Regions from separate parts of the Mus musculus genome. Here regions 2 and 3 are each linked to region 1. Evidence: chromatin contacts called from public HiChIP or PLAC-seq and promoter capture Hi-C data. All regions are on one chromosome and are shown on one strand. Each heading gives the region's core, a stretch centred on a gene start, on an enhancer-like site or on the middle of the called end of the contact. The rest is flanking DNA. Distances are from core to core; before and after follow the strand shown.

Region 1 (4,357 bases), core at 1,139-3,638:
TTTCATTTACAAGTGTGAGATTCTCCTCGCTCACAGTATCCTAGGCAGTAAGGCAGCTGGGGTAGGGGAGGAGCAGGATTGGCACCCTCCATCTTGGGCATTAAAGAGATCCTGCTGCCTCACCGTCCCTGAAGACTATTTCTGAAAAGTAACTGATTTGGCTTCCCATCCTACATGGCCAGCAGCTGTGTTCACTAGACAGCCCTGGGATTAGGAACCTGGGTCTGGCTTATAGGTTATACCTCTAAGTGACAGGAAGGAGGCAGGTCACAGGTTTTGGGGGAAGGGACAGCCACAGAGGGGCACAACTTAAAACTTCTACCTCCAGCAAAGAACACCTGCGGCTTCTGTCACCTCCCTCTTCAGACACCAAGTACCCTTACCTCAGCCCTTGGCTTGCCCTAATACCAACACTTCTAGCTTTTGTTCTCCGACAGAGTCCTACCAAGGACACGCAGAAACCAGTACGTGTCTGTTACAAACCACACCTGAGCCCCAGTGCTACTCAGGGGCTCTTCAGCTCATCTCCCAACCTCCACCCAGCCCTGAAAGTCCAAGTTCCCACTTCATCCAACCCATTTACATGATTTTTCTTCTTCTTTGCCAAAGCCAAAAACAGTTTTGGGGAGAAGAGAGAGACACAGACAGGGACAGAGAAAGAGAGACAGAGAAGAAACAAAAGAAAAGAAAAAAGAACAAAAAATAAACAAACCAACTTTTACATACTAGGGTAGCAGTTTTTCACTTTTTAGAAGTCTACAGAACAATGGACTTTAGGATCGTGTGAGTATGAGAAATAAAGAAGCAGGCACACTGCGGGGCCCATGCTCAGGCCAGGCCACCACCCGCACTCACCACCGTGAGCTCCTTGCCAGCTGCTTTCCGGAAGGCTTTAGTCCACCTGACCTTGCGTGGGTTTCTCTTCTTCTTAAAGTTTTTATGACACTTGGATTTGCAGAATCGGAACACCTACAGGACACTCAAGTTAAAATACCGAGGAGCTGAAGAGTCAACAATAAAAATGTTTCTACATGCCCCCCCCGGCCCCCCCCAGCCAACCAAAAAGAAAAAGCAAACAAACAAAAAACTACTGTAAAGCAAAAAAAAAAAAGACACTCACATAAGAACTAAGGACAACACCTAGAATCACATGCGACATCAGAACAGAAGGACACTCAAGTGTTTGATGGGTGTCCGACATCATCTCTACCAGGCTAAGCACCCGGAAACCATCACTAATCACTTTAGAGAATAATACCTTACACTGGCCTTAAGTGAAGGAATAGTCTAAGAAAAAGCTCCTTAAAGACCTTCTCAGCCGGGCGTGGTGGCGCACGCCTTTAATCCCCAGCACTTGGGAGGCAGAGGCAGGCGGATTTCTGAGTTCGAGGCCAGCCTGGTCTACAAAGTGAGTCCCAGGACAGCCAGGGCTATGCAGAGAAACCCTGTCTCGGAAAAAAAAAACAAAAAAAAACAAAAAAACAAAACAAACAAACAAACAAAAAACAACAACAACAACAAAACGCTATCTGGAGCCTGGCAGTGGTGGCGCACGCCTTTAATCCCAGCTCTTGGGAGAGACAAGAGGCAGGCGGATTTCTGAGCCTGGTCTACAGAGTGAGTTCCAGGACAGCCAGAGCTATACAGAAAAACCAAACCCTGTCTCGAAAAACCAAAAATAATTAATAATGCAATTTCTGTGTGTCACTGGAAGCAACATAAAAAGTAAGCCTTTGAGGTTACTGGGCGCTAGCAAAGAAAGCTGAGTATGGTAACTAAAATGTGTGACCCGCTCAGAAACAGAAACCTAAACTAAGAAAGCCTGTGCATGCGGCACAAATCATAATGCTTTTGCTTACATACTTCATTCCGTGAGAACCTTCAAGAAGTGGGATAGTGAAGGCTGCCGAAGTAGCCAGTTAATCCCCCCCAAAGAACCCCCATGCTGTCTTTCTCCTAGCTCATCTCCAGCAACAATGCAAAAGTCTATAAGGCTCAGGCACCATGTCCATTAACCGCTACAGACAACCCCACCTCCCACTGTACGAGAGCATGAGCCTCCTTAAGCATTAATTCGACCGACTTCCTGACCCTGCGGCAAGCCGGGTGGCCTGCGGATGAGATGAGCGTCTGACAGCAACGAGGAGACCTCGCCGGCAGTGAACCGACGCCGGGTCCAGCCCAGGCCACTCCACGGCGTTCAGAACCCGGCGCGAGCAGAGCGCGCTCCAGTCCCCGAGCCGTCCGGAGCGTGCGGGCCACGGCCGCCTCACCTTGCAATCGTTGCGGACGAACATCATGCCGTGCCCCGGGTAGATCGGCCCGGAGCAGAAATAACACTTTTCGATCCTCATGTTGACCCCGCGTGGGACCCACCTTCGGGACGCGGAGCTGGAGAGGAAGTGGTACGTCACTTCCTAGTCGCCGGAAGCGAGTCCCTGACCCGACCCGGAAATGGTATCTTAGAATATGAATGAGCTGAAGGTAAAGGCACCACCTGACCCGCGTGTGCGCAGCAGCAGCAGCAGCAGCAGCAGCAGCAGCAGCAGCAGCAGCAGCAGCAGCGTCCCGCGCAGACGCAGAGGCTATAGACTGCATCTGGGAGTTTGACTTTTTGGTTCTGTGAGATCTACCGTACGGGCGCTTTGGAATTTTTCCCGGTATACTCATTCCATAGCGCTATTGCGGTGCTTGTGCTTTGCCACGGGCACGCTCCCCCACACCGGATTGTACCAAAGTCTGCTTTACTCCAGGCTTGTCTTCCCCAAAGGACTTGGCAGGAGTACACAACTAAAACCTTCCACCCGGGGCTGGTGAGATGGCTCAGTGGGTAAGAGCACCCAACTGCTCTTCTGAAGGTCTGAAGTTCAAATCCCAGCAACACATGGTGGCTCACAACCATCCCTAAAGAGATCTGACTCCCTCTTCTGGAGTGAATGAAGACAACTACAGTGTACTTACATATAATAAAACAAAATAAAATTAAAAAAAAAAAAAAAAACTTCCACCCTGGTCTTAGGAGAGCAACCTACTCAAAGTCAGGACAGCTTGGACGAGTTGGTTCTTTCCTCTCACCATGTGGGTCCAAGGGATGCTTAACTGATTTTGTATTTTGGCAGAGGGTCTCGTTTTGTGTAATCTGGAACTGGCTATGTAAACCAAGCTGGACTCGATCTAATAAGAGATCTCCCTACCTCTGCCTCCTTAGTACTGGGATTAAAGGGGTGTGCTACCAGGTGCTGGAGAGATGGCTCTAGGGTTAAGAGCACTGGTTGTTCTTCCAGAGGACCCAGATTTGATTCCCAGAACTCACATGACAGTTCACAACCATCTGTAACTCCAGTTCCAAGGGATCTGATGCCCTCTTCTGGCCTCCACAGGCACCGGGCATACATACACACAGTACACTGACATATATGTAACCAAACTTCCTACACATATAAAATAAATTTTAAAGGAGAGGGGCTGAAGTGATGAGCACTGCTCTTCCAGAGGACCTGGGTCCAGAGGACTTATAGGCAAAATACCAATGCACGTGAAAATAAAAATAAAATATTTTAAAGGGGAGGGGTGGGAGCTGGAGAGATGGCTCAGCGGTTAAGAGCACTGATTGCTCTTCCAAAGATCTGAGTTCAAGTCCCAGCAACCACATGGTGGCTCACAACCATCCCTAATGAGATCTGACACTCTCTTCTGGTGTGTCTGAAGACAGCTACAGTGTACTTACATATAATAATAATAAATAAATCTTTTTTTAAAAAAGGAGTGTACTACCATGCCTTGCTATTTTTTAAATCGTATTATTTTATGTGTTTTACTTGTTTAGTATGTGCACATTGTGTGTGCTGTGCCAGCCAATGTCAGAAGAGGGCATAGGATCCCGGGAACTGGAGATAGAGATAGGTGCGAGTCTCCATGTGGACCCTGGGACTGAACCCAAGTCCTCTGGAAGAGCAGCCAGTGCTCTTAGCCTCTGAGTCATCTCTCCAGTGCCTCGTTCTGTTTTTGAGGTCTCCGTCTCAATATACAGCACAGGGTTCCCTAGAAATCATGATCTGTGCTGATACTGTAGAGGTGTGCCACCATACTGGCTTGATATTTACCTGCTGATCGTATATTGAAATATTTAAAATATGGTCTGAGAGGCCAAACCTACTCCATCTTGGGACCAGCCTCCATCTTAAAGCAAGCCTGAGACTTGGCCTGCAGCTGAACCCAAGCTGCACCCAAGTACCAGGAAGGACCCCAGGGCTTGTCCTGGGCCAGAGTTACTCCCTAGCTACTTCCTAGCAACAGTTAATCAAAGATTAGTCTGATTGTTTCAAATGTACTTTCAGACCATTTGTCATTGTATACA
Region 2 (4,357 bases), core at 947-3,446, 1.9 Mb before region 1:
TATACAGATACCCCCAACACACAACAAATTTTTTAGAAAGAAAATTATCCACCACACTACTAGGTAGCAAATTCAAACTGAGCTTCATTTCAGCGTACTTAGGAAAAGACAGACAGACATGGCCTTTGAGTTCCTAAATCCAAAGCAGTTATAAACATACCAAAAACTTTGCAATATGAACAGGTAATATTTAAGATTATTGCTAAAAAAACCTGTAACCTTTAAACTATATGCATTGGGCTGGGGGGGGGGGGGCTTCAAAAAAATCTATTGCTCAGCTGGGCCTCGTGGCACAGGCACAGGCTTGTAACCTGAGTCACCTGGTGTCTGCGCCTAGAGGATCCCAAATTCAAAGCCTGGCTGGACTACAAAGTGAGTTCAAGTTGCCTGGGCAACTTAGTGAAATCATTTCAAAGCTGAAATCAGGAAGGTGAGGGCCAGCATGGTTATAGATCAATAGTTTCAGGGCTATCCTCTCTAGGTAACCGAGCTACACCAGCCCCAGTCTCAAAAAGACAAAAGAGGGGCTGGGCATAGTCAGTCAGAAAGTGTTTGCTTGCACACACATAATTCTCCCTCTCATGCTGTTTCACAAAAATGGGGGGAGCGGGAACCCCAGGAATAGAGCTCAGTGTCCCAGAGGTCCTACTACAGAAGGAAGGAAGGAAGGAAAGGAAGGAAGGAAGGAAGGAAGGAAGGGAGGAAGGAGGGAGAGAGGAAGGGAGGGAAGAAAGGATAAATCCTTCGTTTTGCAAAGTATAATATGACACAACATTATAACTGCCTACTGTTTTTATTATCCTTGTTTTCCTTCTTTTCGCCAGTTAACTTACAATTACTATCAGAAGAGAACTATGACAATGGAAGAAATAATAAAGGGTAAGTTGACATGATTAGAATATATGGAATGAGCAAAACCCACTAATCTACAGTGCAACATTAGTATAAGGATTACGTTTAAACATTAGACCAAATTCCATATACAGTAAAGCAGTTTGGTATTAATTATCAATCAATTAATAAATTTTGAGACAGGATTTCATTATGTACTTCCAGCTGGCCTGGGACTCACAAAATTCCTCTAGCTTCTGCCTGAGTACTGGGATTAAAGGCCCAATTTGGGATTTTTTGTTTGTTTTTAAAGAAAAATTGTTGGGAACTCATGACTTTTCTCCTTTGTTAGCTAACTGACTCCATGTACCCTGGAAGTCAAAGCATCATAATAATTACGACGGAATGGGCAGGCACTACATAAGCATACAGGCCTCAAACTCGTAGGTGTGCTGCTAGCACATTTCCCTTCAACAGAGACATACAAATGAGCTGACAAATATATCCCCATGATTCGAGAAATATCTAAGGTAGTGAAATTTCCTAAAGCTCCAATTCTCGATTTTTAGTCAAGTGCCACATGCAAAGCCCATCAGCTAGCTTTTTTTTTTTTTTTTTTTTTTGAGCAGAAGTTGTGCTGGGTTTTTCGTTTGGGCCTCACAGCCGTCGCGGGACGTAGGTACTATTACCGGGACTTTACCGATAAGAAGACTGAAGCCCAAAGGGTTCAGGAAAGAGATCACGAGGCCACACAACTCACAACCCTAATAACCGAGCCCTGCATCGCTGCCTGAATGGAGACACCACCTTAAAGAGTTCCCTGCAAGCTCACAAGTGGCCCGAGCGCTTCCGGAGGGACAACGTCCTGAGCAAATCAAAGCCCACTACAGAACCTGGGTCCCTAACATGGGCCGGAGTCCTAGCTGCCTGGTACACTTGGGTGCTACACCGAGGCTCGGGAGCGGATCGGTTCCTTTCCACTCGCCAGGGCCCTCCCCGGTTGCGGGAGGAGCCGTCGGCGGAGGGCTCCAGGCCGCCCTCGCTCCCGCGGGCCCGCCAGCCAAGGTTCCCGCCACACCAGGTCCCGCGGATCCCGCGGGTCTCGAGGGTTCCCCGGGTCCTCCGGCACACTCACCTTTTGCTCCTCCGCAGACGCTGCCTCGGGGACTTCCGCGGACATGGTGCTCCTTCTGCAGAAGAGACGCCGGGAGAAGACAGATTACCGGGAGGCAAGACCGCCCGCCACCTTCTGCCTGCCCCGCTGCCCGCCGGGCCGGCGGCTACCGCCGCCTTGTGACGACACGGGCCCCGGGCTCCCGCCCGCCGTAGCTCCCGCAGCCCAGGCCCGCCAGGCTCCCGCGCCGCGCCCTTACCTACCTATCCCCGCGCCTCCGGCCCTGCGACGCCCGAGCACTTCCTCTTTCCCTCAAAGGTTGCGGCTCGCGCCTCACCTCACTTCCGTCCATGGGCGCACAGTGCTTCCTGGGAATTGTAGTTGGTCTGTGGCGCTGTGTTCCCCCTCCCCTCCACTTCCCCCGCCTTTCCAGACAACCCTGACCTCCTATTTAGTCCTCTGCTTGCTTGGCAGTACCTCTGCTTCAGTTTAACCCCATCCATCTTTACTTCCTCTGTTCTCTAACCTTGCCTCAGCGCCACCTTTTCTTCTTAGATCAACCTCTTCAAGCTACCACTGCTCCGGAGAGTTCTACAACAAGCACAGCACCATTACACAGGAATTGTGATTACTTTAGTAATGTCACCATTCCTCTTCATGTTAGCCACAGCAGGGAAGAAGTCAATATTTTACTCCCAGACCTTGATATTTCCCATGCAATAAATCACTGATAAATCAATTCAGCTTCCATTCCTTGCTCTCCCACGGCAGTCAGCTCAAAACATTGATTTTCAAAGCAATGATTTTCTTAACTGTCAAGTCCGTAGCTTCATATTTATTCGTCATTCTACTAAGCATCTTATAGCTGCTGGCACATTTGGTTCCAAGGAAATGTCCCTTAGAAATCTGGGGCTAAGGCAGACTTATATAGTTAACTAGTAAGAATCAGAAGGCAATGCAAGCAGTTCTGGAAGACAGGAGAACAATCAAAACCTCAGAGTCATTGGATATGGAATGTGGAAGACATCAAAATCAAAGCTGAGCCCTCTGGCATAGGACTGTAATCCCAGCTGTCTGGGAGGCTGAAGCGGAAGTGTGGCAAGTTTATGTATGCTTAGGTTATAGAGTAAATCAAAGGCCACCCTGGGGGATTTAGTGAGGCCCTGGCACAGTGGTAGAGAGTTTGCTTAGCACGGGCAAGTCCCTGCATTCAATCTCTCTCTCTCTCTCTCTCTCTCTCTCTCTCTCTCTCTCTCTCTCTCTCTCTCACACACACACACACAGAGAGAGAGAGAGAGAGAGAGAGAGAGAGCTTGGAAGTTGGCTCAGTAGCAGATGGATGGGTTGCCTGGAATGACTGTCCCTGCGTTTGACTCCAAGCAGCAGATTAAACAAGTATAGTGGTGCAATGCTTGAAGTCCTAGGACTGGGGAGGTAGAGGCAGAAGGATCAAGAAGTTCAAAGTTATCCTCAGCTTGAGTTTGAGGCTAGCCTGGGCTATGTGAGGCCCCGTGTCAAAAGTAAACTAAAACAAGACAACAACAATAACAATTACAAAGGCCAAGCAAACCCAAAACCCCAGCATGTGCAGAATTTCAGACAGGAAGTCTTGACTGATACTTCAGTTTGAAAAACAAAACGATTAAGAGTTCTTGTTGGAGAAGGAAGGAAAGGGTTAACCAGCCAAGTAACAATTTAAGATAAAAGGGTTTAAGAGGCTAACTCTTGGACAAAGATATCCCTTGAGAATGGCTCAGTTTGTCCCCAAATCAACTGTAGTTCCAGGACTTTGCAACCTGTAATCCCGGAACTTTCCAAGTGGAGAGAGGGAGAGAGGAACTTCAGTTCAAGGCCAGTTTCAGCTAGGTATGAATTCAAGCCCAGCCTAAACTACATGAAGGCGAGTCGCCAAAACCAAAACTCAACAACAACAGCAGCAGCATATTTGTTACCATTCTATACTGACAAATTAACCTTCTGTGCTTCCCTACAACTCTGCTGTATGGGGGTGGGGAGAGAGGGAATCAAAGTATTTTTTTTTCTAGCTGTTCTAGAACTCACAGAAATCTGCCTGCCTGCATGTGTCACTGTTCCTGGCTCTTTTGTTCCAGACAGGGTCTCACTCTGGCCTCAGTCACAGCAAACCTCCTGCTTTAGCCTCTCAGTGTTTTTCACTTGAGTAGACCTGTATAGAGAAGGAGACTGTACTAGTCAGGCTAGTGGACACAGCTAACTAATATTTTTATTAATAAAATACTATACATTATATGAATATGAGTAAATTTGGGGTTAAAATGTAACAAGGGACACAGGAGAAATGTATGTGTAAAGAAATCTGTTCCTGGGCTGGAGAGATGGCTCAGCAGCTAAGAACATTGACTGCTCTTCCAAAGGTCCTTGAGTTCAATTCTC
Region 3 (4,357 bases), core at 1,254-3,753, 1.7 Mb before region 1:
GTCAATCAACGCAACAACCTCCGCCCAGGTCTATGAACACAGTCCGCCCCTAGGCTGCCCTTTTCTCGCGTCTTCAAGGGTCGCCGAGTGTGCCTGGATCCCTGATGCAGTTCCAGCTGAGCTCAGCTGTCCACTAGGTCTCTTGGCCCACTACAGGAGCCAGGCCTGGTGCCTGCACTTGGCAGCTGAGACTTTCAGTGTCGTCCCCCGCCCCCCTCCCCCAATCAAACAGCCTGCTAGGAATTTTGAACTGGGTGACAGGCTTGCTGATTCGAAAGACATTTACACATTCCCACCCAGTAGCAGCACAGAGACTTAGATGGGAAAAAAAAAAAAGCATGACGACGACGCAAAAGCTAGTTGTCAGCCCAGGCTCAACCGGGAGTTTCCTGGGGGATCTGGTCACTGTCCGCCTCTGTCCCCTTCCTTTCCACAGCTGGTTATATACTCAGCGATGTGTGATAACCCCTCCAAAGCAGCCCGCCATGCACTGATCGCCTGCAGGTTTGGAATCTGTGTGCACACCCTATTGAAGTGCGGACCCCCTTGCGCGTGGCGCCAATAAAATCGGCCAAGAGCGGGTCGCCGCAGCCAGCTCAGCCAATATTGACTGGCAGCTTGAACAGCGCCTGGCCCGCGCGGGGTATGTGCCTTGAGCAACGGGTGCTAGTTCTTGGTATGCTTCGTCCCTTCCTAAACCCTCTTGTGTTCCGCTGAGATTCCGCCAGGTTCCAAGAGTCTCTCTGCCCGCGGCTCAAAACCTTGCAGCTCTGTCCCCGAGCACAAACGCAACCCCGAAGTCGCGGAGGCCACCTTGTTCGGTCTTCGAAGCCTCCCTTAGCCCAATGCGCTGAGCCCTTGGAGAAGGAGGAGGAGGAGGTTGACTCCCTGAGCTGGCTCTTCCAGGTCTAGGGACACCTCTCTTGAAGAAAGGGGAGGCGGAGCGGGACGAAGCGCGCCCAGCCTTTCTCATTCCCTCCCACCGTCAGTCCCTTATCTCGCCCACGCGCCCAGCGCCTCACCTGCTAAGCGGAGCGCCGACATGCGCTGGAACTCCGGCTCCTGCAGCCACTTCCACATCCTCCGGAAGGTCTCCCGACCCGACTTGAGTTTGCTCCAGGGCTTGGGGTTTCGCAGCAGGTCCGAAAGGGTCCCCTGGGAACGGCAGAGCACCCTCTGCGCGAAGATGGCCTGTGGGATGCTGTAACGTTTGAGCTCGGTGGTGATACGCTGCGCCACCTCTTTGGTATTGATCTCTTCCATCTGCCCTGAATTACTTCCATTGCTGACCTGCGCGCCGGTCACCGAAGGGTTGGGCTCTCGGGCTGTGCCCAGGAGCTGTCCGTGGCCCTGGGCATTCAGGTGGGCATGAGGATGGTGCGGAGGAAGGCCGTTGATGGGTACCATGCCGGCCGAGGTGGGCGTGAGGTGCTGCTCCCCGTGGCGACCGAGCATGGCAGGGTGGTGGGCTTCAAAGCCATTTGGGGTGAGCATCTTGTCGGTGGGCATAGCCGCGCCGGGATGAGCATAGTGGGGAAGTCCTTGCTGGGAGTTGTGAATGCTGCCCAGACCGGAGCCAGAGAGGGGCGAGAGGCTCTGGCCCATGCCAGCCACGTCCTTGTGGTAGGGGGTATAGAGGTTATTCATAGAGGCCAGCCCGCGCTCATCCCGCATAAGTGTGAAACTACCGCTCACGTTGCCCGCCAGGCGCTGGTGGTGGTGTGGGTGGTGGTGGTGATGGTGGTGGTGATGATGGTGAGGGAACTTGTCGGACACGGTGGAGATGGGCGGCAGCGGCTGCAGAGGGGTTAAGGTAGTGTAGGTGGTGGGCATGCTCATACCTGGGGGAGTTTCACAGGCCATGGTCATGGTGGGGTGCAGGGGGCCAGCCAAGCTGTGCTCAGGGGCGCGGTGGTGGTGGTGGTAATCGCTGCCTCCGCTGCCGCCGTCCAGCAGGGACGCCATGCCCATGGAACGCGGGTGCGCGGGAGGCAGGTGGCTGCCGCGGTGTCCCACGGAGCTGCGCGCGTGAGGGCTGCCGCCCAGCAGGTCAGCAGGGGCGGGCACCGGCTCATGGCTCACCCCGTGCAGCTCGCCGATCGCCTCCATGGTCAGCTGTGCGTTCATCGTGATGCGGGCGAGCGGGCTGCAACATCGATGTGGCCGGGCAGAGGCGGCGAGGGGCGCAAGGAGTCCAGTCTTCACATCGGCTGCCTGCGACTGTGGCCTTTCTTCCTCTCACTGTGGGGATCTGTGTCTCTCGCTCTCTCTGTGTGTGTCTTGCCTTCTCTCTTGCTCCCACCTTCCCCTCTGTCTTTTTTTTTTCTTTTAATATTAATTTCCAAAAAGGACCCGTGCTGTTGGGAGAGCGCGGTACCCCTAGCCCACCCAGCCCGGCCCCCTCTCGCCCCTCTTCTTAGAATCCTGCTGCCCCAGGCTCCCTTGACGCGGCCCGTGCGCCTGCCGCGGCTGCTGCCTGCCTGTGCCGCCCGCCAGCTCGAGCCATGGCTCGGTTACTGTTGCAGACTGTGGCTGCGATTCCGTAGCCGCCGCCGCTGCCGCTGCCCGCCCTCACGCCCGCCGGGCGTAGCGCGCATGCGCGCTTCCAGGCCCCGCCCCCTCGGTCCCAGCGCTCCGTGACGTCCCAGCACAAATGAACCGAGGGGGTGGGGTGGGGGTGGGGGGGACAGAGCTTTCTCAGCGGCGCCGAATGGCCCGGGATCAGTGAGCACGTGCACGGGACGCGCGCAGAGTGCGACCTGGAGCCGCCTCCACAGTCCTCGGAGACTTGCTACCTCCTGGTCTTCCTCACTACCTCCCTCTCTCTTTCCATCCGGACTTTCTTGCCTGGTTTCTGTCACCGTGAGCCAGCTAGGTTTGAGAACCAGAGCCCCTGAGTCTGAGTTGCTAGTTCCCGGTACAGGTTACCGGCGGGGAGTAGAAACTATGTCATGGCCCAAAGCCCACTCGCCCATTGGGCTTTATTCCCTAGAGGATCGCTGGAGACCAACTCATTCACTGTCCTTAAATAGTTGTCCTACGGGGACTTGGGACGTGTATATACCCTGAAGGCCTAGGTCGGGACGCTGTATCCCGAACTGCCATCCATGATCCTCTCAAGTACTCCTCGAACTACCTTTCTCCATCTGAGCCCGGGGCCGAGGAGCACTCAGGAATCTGTGCTCAGTGAGGAGCACTCAGATCGAGGCCACCCCTCACTGTCCCAGACCTCAAAGAAGGTCTGTCACTTTGCTCCCAATTAAGATAGCTCTCCCACTTTGGATAACTCTGCTTGGGGGATACTGAGGGAGACAGGAGAGAGGGCCTGGTTAGCATGGAAGGGGGCGGGGGGGGGGGGACGGAGCTGGTTTTTTAGTTACTCCACAGCCTTTCTAGAAAAGAACCTAGAGGCTTGGAAGAAGTACCCCACGCAGGCAGAGTGCACGCGGCTGAGCCGAGCGGCTTGGACCGCAGGGACGCTTTCCTTTTCCTGGCGTCCCTGCAAGAAGCCTCCAGATTTGAAAATCAATTCAGCTTTGGGCATAATTGTGCCCCTGTCACAGTCACGCTCCAATCCGGAATTGAACCCGGGCCTTCAGCCTGGTGGGGACGCGTGGGGAGGCCCCCAGTGTGGGACACACACCCGGCCGCCACATGCCGCGGCTTTCTTTTATTTACAAAAGAAAGAAAGAAAAAAGTCCGTAACAAAAGGCAGAGCCTTGTCTGCTTAGGTGCTTTTATCCCTTGGAGAAAGGACAGATGTGCCCATTGTCAGGCCCTTGGCAGTTACGGCCGGGTCAGCGCCGAGTCTCAGCCTGGGGCTAGCGGTGCTCACAATAAAGATAGCCTCAGAGCGGGCTTTCAGGGCTCAGCTACTGAACAAAGTGTCTGAGGCCTGCTCTGTGCCAAACACAGAACCCACCGCCTGTGTTTCCTTGTAACGGTTTTCAGAGAGCCTAGGATTGAGTCGTGGTGGTGGGGTCTATAAGAAAATTTTGGTGTGGTCAACCCAGGGTGTGGTAACCTGAAATCTCATCAGTTAAGGTACAAACAGGCTCATCTCTTAACCCAAGTGCCTGCCTCTAACAGCACAAGGCCCACAGTCAAGGTCAGTGGGTACAGAAACACTTCCTAGAAGACTAACTCTGCTGGGTCTCAACATTAGAACAGGATCCATCCTACCCAAATAATTCCTGTGGACCCTACTTCAAGCCAGCTTGGTCATGATCATTTAGGAATCTGAACCCCCCAGGAAAAGGTCATGGGGGGATACATTGGCAAAACCAAAATAATACTAATTTAATTTATTTATCATTGCTTCAGATACACTCAAGTACAAAATATTTTCTAGAAACCA

The links. Promoter capture Hi-C pulls out the DNA fragments that hold promoters and counts their contacts. HiChIP or PLAC-seq counts read pairs in DNA pulled down with a chosen protein or histone mark.
Region 2: a promoter capture Hi-C map of erythroid cells shows a contact between it and region 1, with 23 times the contacts expected there. The contact joins the promoter of Arpp19 here to the promoter of Rsl24d1 in region 1. A contact is called at or near these places in 4 of 39 promoter capture datasets (cranial neural crest, erythroid cells, hippocampal neurons and 1 more) and 3 of 115 datasets of contacts at active chromatin or transcription factors (astrocytes, embryonic forebrain and large pre-B cells).
Region 3: a contact with region 1 is called in an H3K27ac HiChIP or PLAC-seq map of embryonic stem cells, with 6 times the contacts expected there. The contact joins the promoter of Onecut1 here to the promoter of Rsl24d1 in region 1. A contact is called at or near these places in 3 of 39 promoter capture datasets (cranial neural crest, hippocampal neurons and liver), 1 of 484 Hi-C or Micro-C datasets (embryonic stem cells) and 4 of 115 datasets of contacts at active chromatin or transcription factors (embryonic forebrain, embryonic limb bud, embryonic stem cells and 1 more).

Annotation. Positions count from the first base shown.
Region 1 is chr9:73,111,500-73,115,856 of GRCm38.p6, reverse strand. It overlaps Rsl24d1 (ribosomal L24 domain containing 1), which reads right to left and starts at 2,388. Exons shown (of 6, transcript NM_198609.2): 1 at 2,274-2,388; 2 at 856-969. The coding sequence starts at 2,354.
Region 2 is chr9:75,035,571-75,039,927 of GRCm38.p6, reverse strand. It overlaps Arpp19 (cAMP-regulated phosphoprotein 19), which reads right to left and starts at 2,196. Exons shown (of 3, transcript NM_021548.4): 1 at 1,967-2,196. The coding sequence starts at 2,011. Gm51714 (a long non-coding RNA gene) reads left to right here. Exons shown (of 2, transcript XR_003948357.1): 1 at 1-1,361; 2 at 1,461-2,684.
Region 3 is chr9:74,860,067-74,864,423 of GRCm38.p6, reverse strand. It overlaps Onecut1 (one cut domain, family member 1), which reads right to left and starts at 2,503. Exons shown (of 2, transcript NM_008262.3): 1 at 1,023-2,503. The coding sequence starts at 2,127. It overlaps Gm33562 (a long non-coding RNA gene), which reads left to right and starts at 1,288. Exons shown (of 4, transcript XR_870924.1): 1 at 1,288-1,362.